2 separate regions of the Mus musculus genome follow, and region 1 is linked to region 2. A link is a contact called in public promoter capture Hi-C data. All regions are on one chromosome and are shown on one strand. The core of a region is the stretch at or near the end of the contact, and the rest is flanking DNA. Distances in the headings are between cores, read along the strand shown. Region 1 holds the start of Aste1 (asteroid homolog 1). Region 2 holds the start of Faim (Fas apoptotic inhibitory molecule).

What was found. Promoter capture Hi-C pulls out the DNA fragments that hold promoters and counts their contacts.
Region 1: a contact with region 2 is called in a promoter capture Hi-C map of pre-B cells, with 4 times the contacts expected there. The contact joins the promoter of Aste1 here to the promoter of Faim in region 2. A contact is called at or near these places in 2 of 39 promoter capture datasets (liver and pre-B cells) and 1 of 484 Hi-C or Micro-C datasets (CD4 T cells).

Annotation. Positions count from the first base shown.
Region 1 is chr9:105,392,942-105,397,958 of GRCm38.p6, forward strand. Aste1 (asteroid homolog 1) reads left to right here and starts at 2,421. Exons shown (of 5, transcript NM_025651.5): 1 at 2,421-2,724; 2 at 3,604-4,917. The coding sequence starts at 3,622. It overlaps Nek11 (NIMA (never in mitosis gene a)-related expressed kinase 11), which reads right to left and starts at 2,346. Exons shown (of 16, transcript NM_172461.3): 1 at 2,255-2,346; 2 at 1-219. The coding sequence starts at 80.
Region 2 is chr9:98,983,817-98,988,330 of GRCm38.p6, forward strand. Faim (Fas apoptotic inhibitory molecule) reads left to right here and starts at 2,557. Exons shown (of 5, transcript NM_011810.3): 1 at 2,557-2,696.

The sequences.
Region 1 (5,017 bases), core at 1,171-3,670, 6.4 Mb after region 2:
GCAATCAAAGCGGTCGGGTACATGGGGATGACTGTGGGTCTTCTGCCCACACACTTCGCAGTCTCTTGGAATTTCAGCATTGCTCCAAACAAGATAAAACTGGCTTGTTCATTCACAGAAACAACAGTTGGGCATCCGAGCTGATGTTTGAAAAGTCAAACGGGAAGTGTTGATTGATGCCAGATATATGGGAACTCCACAAATCGTGTCTAAAAGCAACTACAAGATTCCCACAAAAAAAAAAGTATAAGCTTTTGGCAATGATACCTGCAGTGTATCTTGTGTTATCACACCAGCTAATGCTCGTGCTCTCTCTCTCTCTCTCTCTCTCTTTCTCTCTCTCTCTCTCTCTGTGTGTGTGTGTGTATGTGTGTGTGTATGTGTGTGCATGTGTTTTGTAGGATGAAAGGAAATACAGTAAATTCCAGAAGGCACTCTCTCATAGAAAAAGAGCCTTCCTTATACATGCAACTTTATCACAATAGTTTAGAGCCACATTTTTACTGACTCCTGAAATGTGTATTTGTTTTATGATTCATATTTTGTTAGATATTTATACTCCCCATCGACTTAAAAACCAATGCGAACCCAGGGCCATGGCTTCCCCTAATGCACACATAGGCCAACTCCCTGGTGATGCTTTCCTCCCTCTCAGTCTGCTTTGACTCAGCACAGAGTAAATTGGGGTTAAACCCTGATTAGCATATTCTGCTTCCCTTTGCTTTTTGCCCATGTCAACTTTAAATCACAGTTTTGGGGTGTCTGTTTGCTAGACTAGCTATGTGGAAGGATATCAATTCAGTGCCCCCCCCCCATCTTAAGCAAGATCTGATTCCATTTCTATTGTACACACTGGGTACAGAGCTATCTCCTGGATTAGAAGTAAGGACATGCACCTCAGACCTAAGACTGCGTTTTAAAGCTAGCTGACTCTAAGTGTAGTACAGGTGAAGCCACAGTTCCTGAGGGAGCTATGAAATGTTATGAATGGCAGAACTGTCCCATGAGAAAGTATTCCACAAAACACACTCTTACTCCATTCCATCAAAGTGTTGAATGTTTTATTGAAAACTGTGCTTTTGTTTAAAATCTACATGAAAATAGGACTTTACGCTGAATACTATGTACACCTTGGCATTAGGTTTTCATATTCAGCAATTCTAAAACAACGAGAAAAAAATAGTGTTATAGTGTTGACCTGTGGGCTCAACATTTACCACAAAACCTACAAGGACACTCAAACAGAAAAAAAAAAACTGCAAAACATAAAACCTATTTGTAATTTTGTCTTCTTTAAATAATGTACTAATCTGTGGTTTGATCTAGTCCCAGTGAGAGCAATGCCCCTCTCCTCAAGGAAACGTTACTAAAATCTGCAGAATCTAAAGAATAGGTCCTAAAAGGTACCTTCTGTTTGCTTCTTTGACTGGCATAAAAGTGGTGATTTCTAGATAAACTAGGCTGTTCAAAAAAAAAAAATGGCCTCTCTGTCGCCTTTCAGATCACTAATAATAATTCTCAATGTGGAGAGGCGATTAAAGTCCCCACTTAGTAAAGAGCTGAACTCAAGATGGAGGACCAAAGCTTCTATTTGTAATGGAGTAATAAACCCAGCAGTGTGTGAGCAGCCTCTCCAGGCTCATCACACAGAATCAGCTCTGTCGCCCTCATCTCAGTTGGTATCCATGGAATGTACACACACTGCAGGCTGGATCTGAACCTAGGGCAGAGGATGAACTTGGGTGCTAGGGACACAGGTTATGCTTGTATCCCTGGGGCCTAGCTAACAGCTGACATACAGTTGTTAGCAAACGTTTGGAGAGCGAAGAAAGATCCAGCATACCAAATGTGACCCAAAGACAAGTAAAGGAAAGAAAACATAATAGGAACTAGAAGAAAGCTGAGAGACGCCCACTTTGTGCTAACCATCCCTGGGGTACCCATCCCGCTGGGGCAGGTAAAGAGAAAGTCAAGTGTTTACCGATGGTAAGAACTGAGTGGTTTATGTCCATGTCAAAAAACCCAAAAAACTAGGAAGCTGTTTTGACCTGAGGTTCTGCTAACTAAATCTGACCTGAGAAGTAAACTCTAACCCTGAGGTAAAACGAAAAAACTTGTCTCTTCAACAAATAAACCTTAAGTTTTTCGCGGAGCGCGTGAATGTATATCGAGGAGCAGGGCGCTTAGTCTCCCGAAGGGGAATGCGGTCCAGGGGCTGTGGGACCCGGCTGCCCGAGAGATCCACTTTCATTACCTTTACAGGTCCCCAGCCTGCGGCGCCCGGCCAAGCCTCCGTCAGCCTAGAGCTCGCTGCCTCGGAGGGCGTGGTTGTTTAACATCGTCGCCACGGAGACGGCGCGGGGGCTGCTGGGAAGTCGACGTTCCGGCGTCCAATCCAACGGAAGCGCGCCGGACCCTTCGAGGCGTGGCGAAGCGAGCAGGGTGAGGAGGCGGCCGCAAGTGTGAGAGGAATGGCTCAACCTCTCACACCAAGTTCCCACCACCCGGCCCGAAAGCATTTTCTCCTCCAGGGAGAGCCCTCAGCTTCTCGGAGCCAGGCTTCCCAGTGACGTCGTTCGCAGCACTTCCTGTTTCCGCTCGCGGTCTTCCACGCACCCGCGGGTCTGCCGTTTCTCCCCGGGATCCTACCTGCTGCTGCTGGTGAAGTGAGCCGGCGGTCGGGCGGAAGCAGCCGGCGGATCCGGAGGGCAGGAGCAGGTTGAGGTAGGAAGATTGGTGGTTGAGGAATTAGATCCTACCTTTTCCTGCCCTTTGCTTGCATTCCTTGAGCTACTTCGCTCAAGGTCAAGTCATTAGTTTACAGTGAGTTCGCAGAAACCACATGACAAACCGGGAAAGACATGACGATTCAGAATTAAAAAGTGTTGAGATGTTGGCCGAGGTGGATCTGAGGTGAGATAAAAAATCAAGTGCAATAATGTAAGCTGATACCAAAGGCAAAAAATTCAGGAGGATGCATTTTTTTATGTGGTAGCCCCACAAAAATCAAAATGCAAAAATTCCAAGGTTGGCAAAACTTTCACGATTTTAAACACGGGCAAGGCTGGCAATAGCATCGTGCTAAGCGATATTTGAAGCCAGAGGCGAGGGGGGAAACCAGTAATACTAATCCTATGAGTTGTTAGCCAGATAGGCCATTAGTAAGGGGGTGTAAGAATCCAGTTGAGGTTGAAATTGTATACTTGGGATCCTAGAAGCATAAAGCTGTGTTTTTCCTTAGCTCAAACTACTCTCCAATGTACCCTACACTCAAGACCTGTAACAAGGGTCTAGTTATCCATAAGGAAAAAAAAAATTGGCTCATTATGTGTCTTATGCTGGGTTGTCATTTTTATAGCTTAGGACTTTTGGCCTTGACCCTCACAAAACAGATTTCTTCCTTTATCTCTATATGGGCTGCCATGAGGTGGTGTGGCCTAGATATAAGTTCTGTCTTCCACCTCCAATAATCCAATCAAGCAAAGTTCCTCAACAGCGTATCCTGCAGTTTGGGTCTTGATTGATTCTAGATATACTCAGATTGACAACCAAGAATAGCCATCAAAAAGACCAGCAATTGATTTTTTTTGTTTGTTTCAACAGGGATTTCTGTCGATCATCATGGGTATTCGGGGACTAATGAGCTTTGTGGAAGATTATAGTAATGAATTCTTCGTTGATTTGAAATTGCGGAACACAAAACTTATCATTGATGGCTATTCTCTCTTCCACCGACTTTGCTTCAATTCTGACTTGGAGCTCAGGTATGGAGGAGACTATGATTTATTCGCAGATGTTGTACAGAAATTCTTTGAATCACTGTTTGTGTGTCATATTTGTCCGTATGTTGTATTAGATGGAGGATGTGACATTTCAGATAAAAAGCTGACAACTTTGAAGGATCGAGCAAAAGAGAAGATCCAAGCAGCCCGTTCCCTTTCTCTTGGTGGGGGTGGGAATGTGTGCCCCTTACTCATCCGAGAAGTGTTCATACAGGTTTTGATCAGGCTTGAGGTATGTTTCGTACAGAGCTTTTCAGAAGCAGATCGGGACATTATGACACTTGCCAATCACTGGAATTGTCCTGTGCTATCATCGGATAGTGACTTTTGCATTTTTGACTTGAGAAGTGGGTTTTGCTCACTGAATAGCTTCCAGTGGAGAAATCTGAACACTATTAAAGATACACAAGATTACTACATTCCCGCCAGAAGCTTTTCCCTCAATGCATTCTGCCATTACTTCAACAACATGAACAAAGCTCTACTACCTCTCTTTGCGGTGCTGTGTGGAAATGACCATGTTAACCTGCCCATCATGGACACATTCATAAGTAAAGTACGTCTACCCCTTAGTTCTAAGGGGAGGAGATATCACCGAGTCCTGGGACTTCTGAACTGGTTGTCTCATTTCGATGACCCCACTGAAGCACTAGATAACGTTCTGAAGTCTCTCCCCAAGAAGAGTCGAGAAAATGTTAAGGAACTTCTCTGCTGCTCCATGGAGGAGTACCAGCAGTCCCCGGTGAAGCTGCAGGACTTCTTCCAGTATGGTAGTTATGTCTGTACGGACGCTTCGGATCTGGGTCTACCAGAGTGGGTGCTAGGAGCTCTGGCCAAAGGCCAGCTACCACCTTTCATCAGTGATGCTTTGGTGCTCCGAAGGACCTTTCTTCACACACAGGTAGAAAACATGCAGCGGCCAAATGCTCACAGAATATCTCAGCCCATCCGCCAAATCATCTATGGACTCCTTTTGAATGGCCCATCACACGCAGAAGATATAGCCCAGAATACATTGCCTTCCCAGCTTCTGGCTTTCAATGAAGTGGAAAGAATTGATACAAATATCAAAACATCAACTGTTTATGCAAAGCAACTGCTCAAGGATCAATGTGACTTGAGCAAATTGGCTGAGGTAAGTTTGTAAGACTAACAACATTCTTAGAAATTTCTGTATGTTATAATTTGCCTTCGTATGCCCTCTCTTAATATAACACATGGGTTGCCATCTTGCC
Region 2 (4,514 bases), core at 1,307-3,806:
CCCATTGCTACTGTAACAGGGCACCATAGACTTACTAGTGGCTGAATAAACAAGCAAGAATGAGAGCATATTCTTACAGTTCCAGGGGCTGACAGGCTGACATGGATATGCTGGCCAGCCCTGCTCACTCTGAAGCTTCTAAGGAGGCATCTTCTCCATTTCTGTCTATCTCTGAGGACAACTAACAGTCCTTGGTAGTCTTCGATTTGCAGCTGCAATGCTCCAAACCCTGCCTCTGCCCTCAGTTTCCCTCTGGGACTGTATGTTACAGGTTAAACTATGCCCCCTCCAAATTTGTATGTTGAAGTGCTAATTTGAGGAACCTCAGAATGTGACTTTGTGGCTAGTGTTTTTACAAAGTAAGTTAAAGTGAGGAACGTAATTGCTCTAAGCAGTCTTTAGTTCTATCCAGCTTACATGTCATCTTTTTAAGGAAATGGCCCACATAGGTGTGCAACGCACACCACACACACACACATACACACACACGAGAGAGAGACAGAGACAGAGACAGAGAGAGAGAGAGAGAGACAGAGAGAGAGAGAGAGACAGAGAGAGAGAGAGAGGCAGAGCCAGGATGATGCCTTCATTAACCAAGGACTGACAAAGATGGAAAACCAGCAGAAAGGCTTTCCCTCTCAAACAGAGCAACGAACTCTGCCAACACCTGATTTGGAGCTTGTAGAGTCCAAGACTATGAGGAATACATTTCTCTCATTAAAGCCAGTCAGTTTGTATACAGTCACCATCCCTTTGGTGTCTGTGGAGAATCAGTTCCAGAAATTCCCAGTAGATACTGAAATCTAAGGATGAGGGCCGAAGGTTTAACAAACATCCGCCTAGCATGTGTGATATCCGGTGCTTAATTCCCAGCACTTAAAAAAAAAAATCCAAGAATGCTAACATTCCACATATAATGTCCCTGCATTTGCACAAAACCTATATGCCCAGCCCCATATACTTAATCATTGCTAGATTATTTGTAATACGGTTGCTATATAAATAGTCATATCATATTTATGGACTAGGAAGATGGGAATAATAAGTCTGCATGTATTCAGTACAATTAAATTATAGATGTTTGTATTTGTGCATAGTGAGTCTTTGATGGTGTGTTTTAGTGTTTGAGTTTTACATTGAGGGCTTCGGGTATGCTAGGCAACTCTTAGACCTCACAAAAGATTTTTGAGTTGCAGTTGGTTGAGTCCATGGTAAGAGTAAGCTTTTTCCCTCAGTGCTAGAAATCAGAAAAGGTCTTTTTAAATTGACCATTTATATTCCCTGTCCTTCTAATATCCTACTTGAACATTTCACCAATAATTGAAAAACACCATTTGGCATTTTAAAAATCTATTCATAGAAACTCTTTTATGTAAGGGGTACAATGTGTCTGCCATCTGTTTTGTCCAGTTCTCTCCCATTTGTCTATTCTTTTCTTTAAAAAAAATTTATTGCCATGACAGTCAGAAATTTCAGAATATTAAGTAGACCAGTGTTCTTTAATGTTGCAGATACCGTGCCTGAAACTTCTGCTTCATTAAATTTTACTACTTTAGTTTTTTGAAACAAGGCTTAGTTATAAAGCTTAGGGTAGCCTGGAACTTGCAATCCTCCTGTTTCAACCTCCTGAGGGCTGGGTAGATAGGCATGGTGATCCAAGCACTGGGGAGACTGAGGCAGGAGGGTCTGGAATCCAAGTGTGAGGCTCTTATGAATTACGTAGTGAGATTCTCTTAAATATCAACTAAACAGGCACAAACACTCCCAAATTAAATCTTTATCAGACTTAAAAAAAATCTCTCATTGGTTCGTTCCCTTTATATAAATGAAACTGTAGATTCTATCCGACATTACTTACTTACCTGTTTGTCTGAGACTTTACAATAGCATTAGGGACAATTCAGTGGTTGTGTGTTTGTACATATGTATTATATACACTAAAAATAATTTACATAACCCACGACCTCACCCAGGATAACTAAACGCCCTATTATATTATTGAACTCTATACTCTTTCCCTAAGGTTTGTCTGTCAGTAAGTGAAATTCAAACATCTCACTAAAGGAAGAAGTATATATAAAATAGGGAGACAAGGCGAGCAAAAACCTCTGGGCTAGGTGTAAGGCTCGGCAGCCAAACGACCCCTGTGGTCGTACAGAGGGTTTCAAAGGCTGGACTCTTCCACCTAAAATGACCGTTCTTATAGCAGAGAATGGAAGGCCGGCAGGGCAGTGGGAACAAAGGGTCTCAGCGGACGAGTTGCCTCTCCCGGAGGTGCGGGTTATCCGGAAGGCTACAAAAGCTGCTGTCAGACCTGCACAACAAACAAGAAAGTGACACCCACAGGGCCTAGGGGCAGCAGCGGCGCAGCAGGGCGCACCGCAGAGCGCTCAACTGTGCACAAGGGCGCAGAGCGGCGCACAGCAGGAGCAGGATTGGCCCCAAAGCGGAGGGTAGGCGGGGCCTATGGAGGCGGACACCGGGAATTGGTTTTCGCGCGGAGCGTGGGCGGAGCCTCTGAAAAGGGCTCTCGCACTCGCGCAGGCGCAGTAGGGCAGTGGGCGGGGTCTCGTTGAGCCCGGAAGGCAGTAGGAGGCTGGGCGCCCGGCATGCGGGTGCTGGAGCCCGGTGGGCGCGGCCGCGAGAGCTGCTGACTACGTCGTGGGATCGGGAGCCGGTGGCGGCGCGCGGAGCAGGTGAGCGCGGGAGACGGTGCTGGCAGCTTCGGCGGGCGCTTCCAGCTCGGCCTGGCCGAGCGGGCTCCGAGATGCGTGGTGCCCAGGCCTCGGTCGGCAGACAGCAAGCCGCAGTGTGGGCTCAGGGCAAGAGGCCCCGGAAAGAAGGGGTGTGGGGCGGCCACCCGAAGCTGCGGACCCTCCGGTGCCTCGGCGCAGTATTCGTGGCGCGGTCCGGAGTTCTCGGGCTTCGGACGTGTCCGAGTCTCGGTGCCGCTCCTGACTGCGTCCCAGGCGGCCCTTGGCCCAAATACCCCGGAGAGGTACCTACAAGTACCTACCTACACGTACCTCCAGGGGTTGTAGGAGGCCGAGCTAACCTCGCTCGGTGGTCGGGAGCTCTTGAGAGCAGCTCACTGCAGCATCCTTGCTGGCTGTGGCTACTTCCTTCGTGGAGGTTGGCTTTAGGGACAGATTTATTCCTGAATCGCTCTAGTGTTGCAATAAGCTCAACTCGAGTTGCTTAATGAAGGAGCCTGTTATCTTACAGCGGGCAGAGTGGGATTCTATAGTCTCTTCCTAGAATTCTGTTGTTTTTCTCATGCAAAGGCTGACTTGGAGACCTGTCTCAGGTATAGAATGAATTGGTTCAATGAAACCCAGCGAAATTACGCTGTACTCAAGGTGGAAGATGGTGGGACAGGTAACTTGAGTTGTTTTGCTGTTTAACCATCTAACGTTGCATTCAATCTGTCACCTGTAACAGCGAGTAAACACAAGTCTGAAAATTTGAAAATTGCCTTGTACTGCAACCAATGCTCATGTAAATGTCATTGTGGGCGGTGTTAGTGTCTGGTGACGTCATCATAATTAGATTAGATAAGCACCGTTTCTGAAATACCGAATGGATTTTGGAAATACAGTATATAGTAAAATCATCGTTAGTGATCTGGGGGTTGTTATTCCATATAAGGTTTTCTGCTAAAAGCAGACCTGTGCAGGTCATGGTGAGGCTTAGGACAGAGTGGTGGGGTCAGAACACAGGTGTGAAACAAGTGGTAATATGAAGGTATAATAACAAGGTATAATATGAATTATATTGATCACAACCAAAGTAAATTAAGAAAAAACCCTGTTGGGCCAAGAGAGCAACTCCAATGAGCTTTGAAAGTACTGAACTTGAAGTGTGTAAGATCACAAGCCACAAGACTGTTGGAACTTCCGGTCAAACACACAAACAAAAAAACAAACTTGTAGTGGAATCCCAAAGCAGGACCCTTGCAGAGGTGTTTTGAACATGTTCTTAAATGTTATATGAGATTTATTGATGCGAATTACACTTCCAGATGGGATCTTGTGGAAAAAAATATTCCTTACACTCTGTGCCTGTGGCCTTGCTGGAAAGTTGAACAGATTAGGAATAGCAATGGGGTGTCACTTAAAGAGGCCTCTGTTACTTTGCTATCCCCATAATGAGGGAGAGAGTCTAGCAGAGGTGAGCTCAATGATTTTGTTACAACTTTTCATTGTGGAAATTGTGGGACTGGGTTGTAGCAAGGTTTAATCCTTGTGTAGAAAGCACTTTTAAAAGTTTCTCCTTGAAAGTGGCACAGGATTCCGTGCTTCACCGCCTTTCAGAAGCCATGAATACTGTTAAAAGGTTTATAGTTTTTTGTTTGTTTGTTCGTCTTTTTAAAGGAGTTATAGATCTTTGGGGGCTGGAGAGACAGAGGTTAGGGGGGCCTGCTGCTCTTGCAGAACAGAGTCGCAGAAGCTCACAACCACATGCAACTCCAGCTGCAGGGAATCTGCTACCCTCTTATAACCTCCACGGGTACC